Regions from separate parts of the Sus scrofa genome. Here region 2 is linked to region 1. The links are chromatin contacts, called in public Hi-C maps. All regions are on one chromosome and are shown on one strand. The core of a region is the stretch at or near the end of the contact, and the rest is flanking DNA. Distances in the headings are between cores, read along the strand shown. Region 1 holds the start of ST8SIA1 (alpha-N-acetylneuraminide alpha-2,8-sialyltransferase). Region 2 overlaps ST8SIA1 (alpha-N-acetylneuraminide alpha-2,8-sialyltransferase).

Region 1 (4,497 bases), core at 1,115-3,614:
GGGAAAATGAGCCCTTATGTACCTTTAAGGGGAGTTGGGGTTATTTTTAAACTTGATAGCAGAATTCTAAAAAAAGAGAGAAGGAAAGTCTCCCCTCCCAGTTTAAAGGAGCATTCAGCTGCCTTCCGCCTGCAAGGATGGACTATTATCTCTTCGCCCTTCTTTCCAGCAGCGGGCCTGAGAAAGAAAGGGAAACCATATGTTTGAAAAGTTTGTGTTTTTAATTTATAGATGTTCTGAACATGGGTAACTAACAGTTGGGAAAATGTTTAAGCTGGCTCTCAGCTGCCCATAGACCACTTGGAAAGAGCCTATGCAGAGCAAAGGAAAGCACTCCATACCCCACCCCCACCCCAGGCAATGGACAATCACAGGAAGAGCCAACCGCAGCATCTTCAGCTGAAGGGACTGAAGGTGAAAGGGGCACGTGACAGAGGGAGGAGCACCAGGGTGTCCCCTCAACGTGACCAGGAAGGCAAAGAGGAAGGGGAAGCAGCCCTGCCTCACCTCCAATCTCACCAGCCAGACCCCTGCTGCCAAGAACTTATTTTTAGACACTTCAGCTGAAATTCCAGAAGGGAAGGGAAACTCCTTTCTGAATCTGAGTGATCCCCAGAGTTCTGATTTCCACCCTGGTTTTCGTTTTTGTGTTTGTTTTCTGATTTCAAGTCCTGGCCTAAACCACATCTCCCAGCTTCCAGAAGGCATCCACAGTCTAAGTCAAGAAAAAGAGCTGGGAGTTTCAGAGCCTTCTGTGACAAAAATTCGAGATCCCATCCTTCAGAGGTGCATGACCTTGGAGAAGTAACTCCTCCTTGTGAAGACTCAGTTTGTGGCTGGTGAGAGGGGGATATACTATCTGTTTTTAGAAAGTTGTCAGAGGCTCCAATAAAAACCACCCAGTGCCTGGCTTTTAGTCAGTAAGTGCCCTGTGTTTGTTATGAGCGCACGGACAAAGCAGCGGGAGCCGGGCTGGGTGTCCATGTTTTCCCTGCCCAAGACTTGCCCATTGACTCCCTCATTACTGATTGATATTACCAATCATTCACCAAACCCTAGGAAGACGCCCGGCACCTGCTCCTAGTTCTCCATAGCTTCAGACGTCAGCAGAGCTCAAGAGATACATTCTCATTAAGTTCAAGGGACAAAGTTAGCCTGGATTCTTCTTCCCATGGGTTACTGGCAAATCGCTGAATACAACTCGGGCTTGGGAAGAAATGCGTACAGACTTTACGTGGCCCAAGCAGGTGTCTGCCCAGCTCCTGGGGTAAGGGCTGGGGAAGGGCCCTTGACTAATGTCTCCAGGCTGGGAACGACAAAGAAAGGGAGTGGGACAAGAAGGGCTGGATGAAAGGGCCTCTGCGAGACGGTCCTCGCCCGTGACCCTGGCCTCGGCGCCCCGGGAGGAAAGGACACGAGCGCGGTGGAGCCGCGAGGGCAGGAGTACCTGAAGACTCTGGCCGCCGTCTCATTCCTCCTCCACGCCGTGCCCTGTTGCAGCACCCCCTGCACGATCTCCTTCTCGTTAGGCAGCCGGTAGACGGGAAAGATGTAGAGCCAACAGAGGACCACGACGCAGAGGGCACTGGCTCCCACAGGCAGCCGGGTCCGCGGGAACTTCCACGCCAGGACGGCCATGGCCCCTCGGGACGTGTGTCGCCGGGCCCGCCCGCAGGGGCTCATCTCAGCCCCGGGGTCCCGGCGGGCGAGAAGGGGAGCCTCAGCACAACGCTAGGCGCAGGGGCAGCGGAGGGTCCCCCCACCGCCGGCCCCCCATGCACACACCTTTCGCTTTCTTGCTGGCACTAGCACGCACGCTCCCTCGGCGCCCACGGCCCCAAAGGTCAGCGCAAAGATTTTTTTTCCAATGCAACTTTTTCAAGGATTTCTTTCTTGGGGGAAGTGACCTGGGAGCAAGTCACGAGCTACAGCCGCGGTCGCTTCCCCTGCAGAAGGCGGGCGCCGAGGTCTCCTAGAGCGCGGCGAGCAGCGGCGCTGAGTCGCTCCCGCGGGTTCTGCAGCATCACCGTCGCCCTCGGCAAGGGTCCGGGAGAAGGTTCGGCTCCCTCTCAGACATTTGGCCCGCGGCGTGCCTTCCTCAACGATGCTCCTGCGCCCTTCGCCGTCTCTCCCCGCCTTCCGCGCTGCTGCGCCGCCAGGCACCCCCCACCCCCCCAAGACGCGCTCCCCGCGCCGCGCCAAGTCCTTGGAAATTTCCACGGCGGTCCGGGACCGCTAGCCCGCCCCGGGCTTCTCCGCCTTGTCCGCCAGGACCCCCACTCCGCACCCCTCCCAGAGAAGAAAAGAACTCGTTCTCATCAGTTAATTCAGCGGCGCGCCGCAGCCTTCCGCTGCGCCCGGGACTTCGCAGACAAACGCCCGGGGATTGGTGGAAATCAAGGTCTCCCCTCCCTCCCCCACCCGCGAAATTGCCTCCTTCGACCCGTTCAGATCCGCGACGCTCGGCTGGCGCGCGCGCCTCTCTCCCGCCCTTGTCTCCCGGAGATAGGGGCAAACAATAAAACAAATAACAGCCCCTCCCTCCCCCGCCCAAATGCATATACACAAATTCTTGAGTATAACCGAGACTGGCTGATAACCTGACCCTCCGACACGCAGCCGGCCGGCGTGCCAGGGCTGTCACCCTGCCGCCGTCACCCTTCGCTCTCTCTAACTGGTTGGTTATTAACCCCGCAGTGAGGCACGAGAAGGCCCGCGGAGATTTATTCCTTCCTGGGCCCCAGCCCCCATTCTCCGGTCCCGAGCCGCGGCTCCAGCGCCACCCGTGCGCGCGCGCGCGCGTGCACACACTCCGACACACGCTCATGGGCCTGCACGCGCGCTCACGGGGAGGTGCGTGCACACAGGGGTCCTCCGTCTCGCCTCCGCCCTGCGGGGAAAGGCGCTGCTGCATCCAGATGTGCAGGCAGCTGGTGCCCAAACGAGCAGACCTCGGGACATGGCAATGCCTTGGAGGAGCGGTCGCCTCCTCTGCCCTTTAGATGTAAAGGCCGTTTGTTCTTCGACGTCTTTCTTGCTCCACCCGCAAGCTCATCGCTGAGCCGACCTTGGAAAAGAGCCGCCCGCCTGGACCGGCGGTGCCCAGGGACTCACAGTTAGCCATTTCTGCTCACCGACGAATAGCTCGGCTACCTCCTAGCGGTCGCTCATTCTATTTGCTTAAGCATCTCGTCAAACGTAAAGTGTGCAGGGACAAAGAAACCAAGCAGCCTACTAACCAGGTCTCCTTCGTTGTCACAAAACCAAAATCTAAGGACACAGCTCCACTTGCTCAAACGACCAGCCTGCACTGTCCCTCGAACCTACCCTGACTGCTCCGTGGCCTGGTACCTCTTTCTCCAGCATCTTTCTCCATTGAGAGATGGAACTTGAGAAGTTGATGGAAAGTTATTTACTAAAAACAGCCCAACGACCACAATAGTCTCATTCCTCACTCTTGGAAGAATTACCCACTGCTTTCCACCGGCAAGCATGCCCCAGAGGTCTCTCCTCTTGGGTAAATCAGGAGAGAAGAGAAAGCGTAAAATCCCAAAGTCACATCTTACCACAGTGGACCCTGATAGAGATTCTTTGAAATGAAGATTACCTGAAGTTCTGCAAAGTGAACATCGCACTCTCTTCTGTTCTTGGAAGGGGGTTGTGGGGGCACCAAGGAAAACTTTGCCATAGTGGCCAGGCTTTGGATAAACCATGTGCCTCCTTTGTTCCTGTAATTTAAATAGAACACAAACTATCCCAGTGTCTCTTCCCTTCCCCTGATCCACGGGATACTTGTGGAGGAAATAACAAATACATAAGACAACAACCAACATGTTGCAGTTATGAAGGGGCTATGTAAATATTTCCCCATTTAACGTCATAAACAATGCAGTAAAATTGTGCTTTAAATAGAGGGACTTTCATGATGCGTTGTGCTGTTTTTCCCTCATTTGAAAACTGATTCTCTTAGTTTGTCGATTCTTGTTCCACCCTACTATCCAACCTCATTCCCCGATTCTCTGTAGCATGAACACTCAATCCAGGCAGACCATTGCTTTTCCCCTTCCAAGTCACACAGGCATCGCTTTTGTCACTGTGTTTTGTGGTCCACGTTCTTCTTGGATGGGATCTCTTTTTGTTCCCTCCGTAGAAATCCAAACAACATCATTCAAGACCAGCCAAGTGGCTAGGAATTTCTCCTTCCTTGCATTCCTAGACCATCTGAAACACAGACTTTGTAGGTAAAAACTCAATAACTATTTCTGGTTCCTGCTCCTGTTCCCTGCTCTGAATGTCTATAGTATTTGCTGGCCCTATATCAGATGATTCAGCCCTGAGATGTGTTGTGTTGTGTTGTGTTGCTAGCATTTTTCATATGCAACTTTGTCTCAGCAAGGGGGTCTCATATATCAAATGACAAACCTGTGCTTATGAGCCAAAGGAGGAGGCCATGCCTGTCTGGGAAGAGCAGGAATAACTGCATTTTACATTTTCTTC
Region 2 (4,497 bases), core at 984-3,483, 54 kb before region 1:
CTGACCAAATTAATTAAGCCAAGAAAATTTAGTGTTGATAAGATCTCTCTCTCTAAGTTAAATGTATCTTTATGAAGTTAAGAGATCTCTAAAAGAATTAAGAAGTGAAAATGAACATATCTATCAAGAGCAGAAACAGAGACCTCCTAGTATGAAAACAAACATTCAGAGGTAAATCAAAATAGGATAGACATTTGCCAGAAAGAAAGAAGGACCAAAATGAGGAATCCAACTGAAGAAAAAGAAAGACATACCAGCTTTTTGTGTAGGAAAACCCCCAGTCACGTCAATCAACATTAATGTTAACACCTCCTGAAAAAAGTTATCCCTCCTATCAGACCTGTGGGATGAGATGTGACTCAGCTGTAATTGGTGTCATGCATCCTTTTCAATTGTTTCCAGGAAAACTACAAGTCTGGACCATAATCTTTGTCCTAAATTTTACACACTGTCAAATATTTTAGAAAGGTGCACACCGTGGTGAAATAAATCAGTCCTTACATCTCATTCTCATTTTGTTCTCGGCTACAGACAACCTGTGAATCTTCATTAGAGAAAGGACTTGATTTGTAATTACCTCTAAGTTTAAATGACAAACGCGTCTTCCAGTTTACCTTCAACTACTCTGTGAGGCCACTCACTTCTAATCACATGCTTTCCTTTGGAAACATATTTGGAAGCCCTGTGATGACCCACGCTTCTCATTCTCTTGGTTACAGGACAAGGTGAGGAAGAGTGGCTGTCAATCCATTGTTCAGATACACAAACCTAATTCACTAGAAATTAAGAATTTATGGAGTTCCTGTTGTGGCTCGGCAGTAACGAACCCAACTAGTGTCCATGAGGATGCAGTTTCGACCCCTGGCTCCAATCAGTGGGTTAAGGACCCTGCATTGCCATGAACTTTGGTGTAGGTCACAGAAGTGGCTCGGATCCCATGTTGCTGTGGCTGTGGTGTAGGCCAACAGCTGCAGCTCTGATTTGACCCCTAGCCTGGGAACTTCCATATGCCGCAGGTGTGGCCATAAAAAAAGAAAAAAAAATTACCTCACATTGCACTTGAAGCTGATCATAATTATTATCCAACTTTAACGACACAAATGTACAGCTGGCACAGTTGGAGGCATTCTCCATTACTACTTTATATTTCCCTAAGTCCCAGACTCAATGGATTTCTCTCTTCTCACCACTCCCCAGTCTAAAAAATTGATTTGATCCCTTTTCTAGTGTTTCTCCTCACACACTGGTTCCTTGTATTACCAGGATGCCTAAGAAATGCTTAAATGCATTAATGCTTAGGCAAATTAAAAAAACAACTTTATTATATGCTTGCATAGTGAATTCGTTACAAAGCTCTTTTACATCCATCATCTCATTTTAACTTTGTTTCTTATAATGACACTGAAATATGAACACCAGGCATTACTAGTCCTGAACTAAAAATTATAAAACTCAGGCTGAAAACAATTACATGACTTCTCTGAGATCCATGAACATGTCAGGGAGCTTATGGCAACCAGAGGAGCTGGAAATGAGTGTCTGAGGTGTATTAACGATGTTTTGTGATTCTTTACATATGGCCTTGGGTGGCTATTTTGAGGAAAAAGAACTTGTCTGGTTTGTGTTGTATATCATGTGACTATCCAGCACCATGTAAGAGAATGGTGGGCCAACCATGTTTTTTATTACACCAAAGGAAATATTTCCCAGATTATATCAGCACAGTTGTGGTTTCTAACATTCCTGCTACTCCCTCACTCATTCAAGAGAAATTTACACTCTTTCTGGGCAAAAATATGTCTTAGGCCAAATAGGATTTATTTGGTATTATCTTCAAATGTGGGACCATACAGGCTTAAAAAGGAAGGCAGAGCAGGAAGGAGCTGATCCCACCACAGGGCATGGAGACATTCTCAAGTATTCTAAAGTGGGAACATCTACCATCACACTGTCCCTTCTGAACACACACACACACACACACACACACACTTCATAGTCCAAAAAACCTACATAAGGATTAAAATTCAGTCTTTCATGCCTAATAATAGTCAACAAATATTTCACCAAAATACATTATTGAGCCAGTTGGAAACAGCTGCATCAAACTGTCCTACTTGGTTTCCTATAGTTCAAGCCAGGGCATGGCAGTGGTCCAGCCCAGGTCGGACACAGAACAGTGAGGCCTCGGCAAACATGAGCATCTGGAGATGAACTTCTCTATTAAGTGGGAAGCACCGCACAAAGCACAGAAATGAGTTCCTCAAAAGCTCACAAGATGGCATTGAGATCAGTGGATAAAGACTTGTAGAAAGCTGTGTTATGTTGTTATGGGTTATGCAAATAACCACATGTAAGGCAGAAGTGAACTAATCTGTCAATTGAGCTACAGGAAGTCATAAGAGGTCCAAATACTACAGAGATTCCTTGTGGCATCTCAAAGTACACAGCCTCTCAGTAGTGCCCTTCCTGGACCCTCCAGCCCTGATTCAAGACCTGGTAACTTTCTACATGACAGAGAAAATCTTGGATTGTATCTTGGCAACAATAACAACAAAAGCAGTGGCTAAAAATAGGCAAAGAAGTCATCACAGTAATGGCAGCTGACAAATACCAAGCATTTAGGGGAGAAGTGTGATATGTAATTAAATATATTAAAATCCATAATTAAAGGTGTAATATAAAATTATACACCTGAGTTAGAGGAGGAGTGATCTGGCATGATTTTGCTGAATGCAGGGAAGGGAAGGATGCTTTGCTCAACTGACAACATGGAGCCCAACACACCCACCTGCATTTCTGCCTAATCAGCACACAGAACTTTCTTCACAAGGGGAACGTGAATGAAGCATAACAATTAACCGACAATTTCACTTCCTGATACCAAACCAGAACTATTTCACAAATAAATGAGAGGGGCACTGGGATATACACGTTTGTGTTGATGCAAAATGATTTTCCAGGGTTTCTAGAAATTAATCATTTCAGAATCTCAGCAGAAAAATACACACATAACTTTTTTTTTTTTTTTTTTTTTTGGCTGTGCCTGTGGCATGTGGAAGTTTCCACGTCAGGGATCAGACCCATGCCACAGCAGTGACCTCAGCCACAGCAGTGCCAAGGCTGTATCCTTACCCTGCTAAACCACCAGGAACTGCCACATGCAGTTTTTTTAAGTCTACTCATCAAACTGGTTCAGGCTTTTGTAATACTATGCACACACACAATGATGCAGTCACTTTTGCTTTCTAAGAAAAAAAGCATTTGTCCGTTATTATTTAGGGCTGGTTTCTTGGTCTTGCAGCTGGCACAAAGAACCAGGGTTCATGCACATACACTTTAAAAAGAAACTGTTTCCTGCTATCTTACTGCTGCAACTTACAGATAAGATGGGAGGTTAGTTTGTATTTCTTTCATGATCTCTCTTCTTCAAATCTATTTTCTAGCACAAAGTTAAAAGTCAGTTAGTATGACTAAGAGCCCTCATCTATAAAAATCCTATTTTGGATTTCTTTAAAAATTTTTCTTTTTGATGAGCTGTTCAAGGAGATTGCTTCCTTATCTCTTCTTCATTTCATAGCGAGTTGATACAGTTTTGTACAGAGAAGGCACTGTGAATTGGCTTACTCAACCTTAATTCCACCCTGTTTGGAGCTTCCTGCTAAAGCTTGATTGCTTTTAAATGCTGCCCCTCCTGGACTTCTTTGCAACTAGTGTTCTGGATGCAAATTCATCTTACTCATTAGAGGCTCTTGAGGGAGATTTGGGAAGAGGACCTGAGTTGAAACCAATCCTGCTGGCCCTGTTTCTTTTTCTGTTGGAGGCAGTTGTGGTCACGCTAATGGCAGTGGCAGCTGGGCCCGCCAATTCCTGAACCACAGTTCGGGTAGTGGGGTCTCAGAGTTAGTAATTTCAGGAGCCATCTCTTGATTCCCATTTCTTCATTTTCCTAAAGATTTCTTAAGTGCCTAATGCCCAATATGAAACATCCAATTATATGCTTCACTCCTCAGCCTGAAGACGCAATATATGAACCGAGACAACATTAATACCTAACACTTAGAAAATTTTTGGTAGTTTACATAGTACCTGGACTTTTATTATATAAAGTGATCCCCAGCTCTGTGAGGTGGTTGCACATGTACTGCTCTCTCCAGGGTATGGATGAGAAAGCTGAGTCTCAGAAGAGCTGGGTGACTTAGCAAGGCACTGAGGTAGTAAGAGATGGAGACGAAATTTCACTCCTACATTTTCTGACTCTTAGTCATTCCCTTCAACACAAGGAAGCCTCCCAAGGGCAAATGAAGGAGAGAGAAAAAGGATGCTGGCCAGAAATTAAACCTTCTATTTCCCATTTTAAAATAAAAATGTTCAACCTTATTGTTATACACTAAAACCATGAAATTTGATTAAAACACCAAAGAATGAACTAGAAAATAGGGGCTATGTCCTAGAGGGTGTGACTTTGGATCTGGTAGTACCTGTGCCTCATACTTATAG

The links. Hi-C and Micro-C count contacts between places; a contact is called where the count stands out from the background.
Region 2: a contact with region 1 is called in a Hi-C map of embryonic fibroblasts, with 2.9 times the contacts expected there. The contact joins the enhancer-like site here to the promoter of ST8SIA1 in region 1. A contact is called at or near these places in 1 of 5 promoter capture datasets (liver) and 5 of 47 Hi-C or Micro-C datasets (embryonic fibroblasts, fibroblasts, liver and 1 more).

Annotation. Positions count from the first base shown.
Region 1 is chr5:51,209,179-51,213,675 of Sscrofa11.1, reverse strand. ST8SIA1 (alpha-N-acetylneuraminide alpha-2,8-sialyltransferase) reads right to left here and starts at 2,364. Exons shown (of 6, transcript XM_021092233.1): 1 at 1,448-2,364. The coding sequence starts at 1,683.
Region 2 is chr5:51,262,782-51,267,278 of Sscrofa11.1, reverse strand. All of the region lies in intron 2 of ST8SIA1 (alpha-N-acetylneuraminide alpha-2,8-sialyltransferase), which reads right to left. Among named protein-coding and RNA genes, the nearest start is that of ST8SIA1, 54 kb to the right of the region's middle. Within about 2 kb of position 2,233, at least 10 of the 83 cell types and tissues checked have an H3K27ac peak or open chromatin away from gene starts, as enhancers often do. A contact at or near this core is called in embryonic fibroblasts, where this site is marked.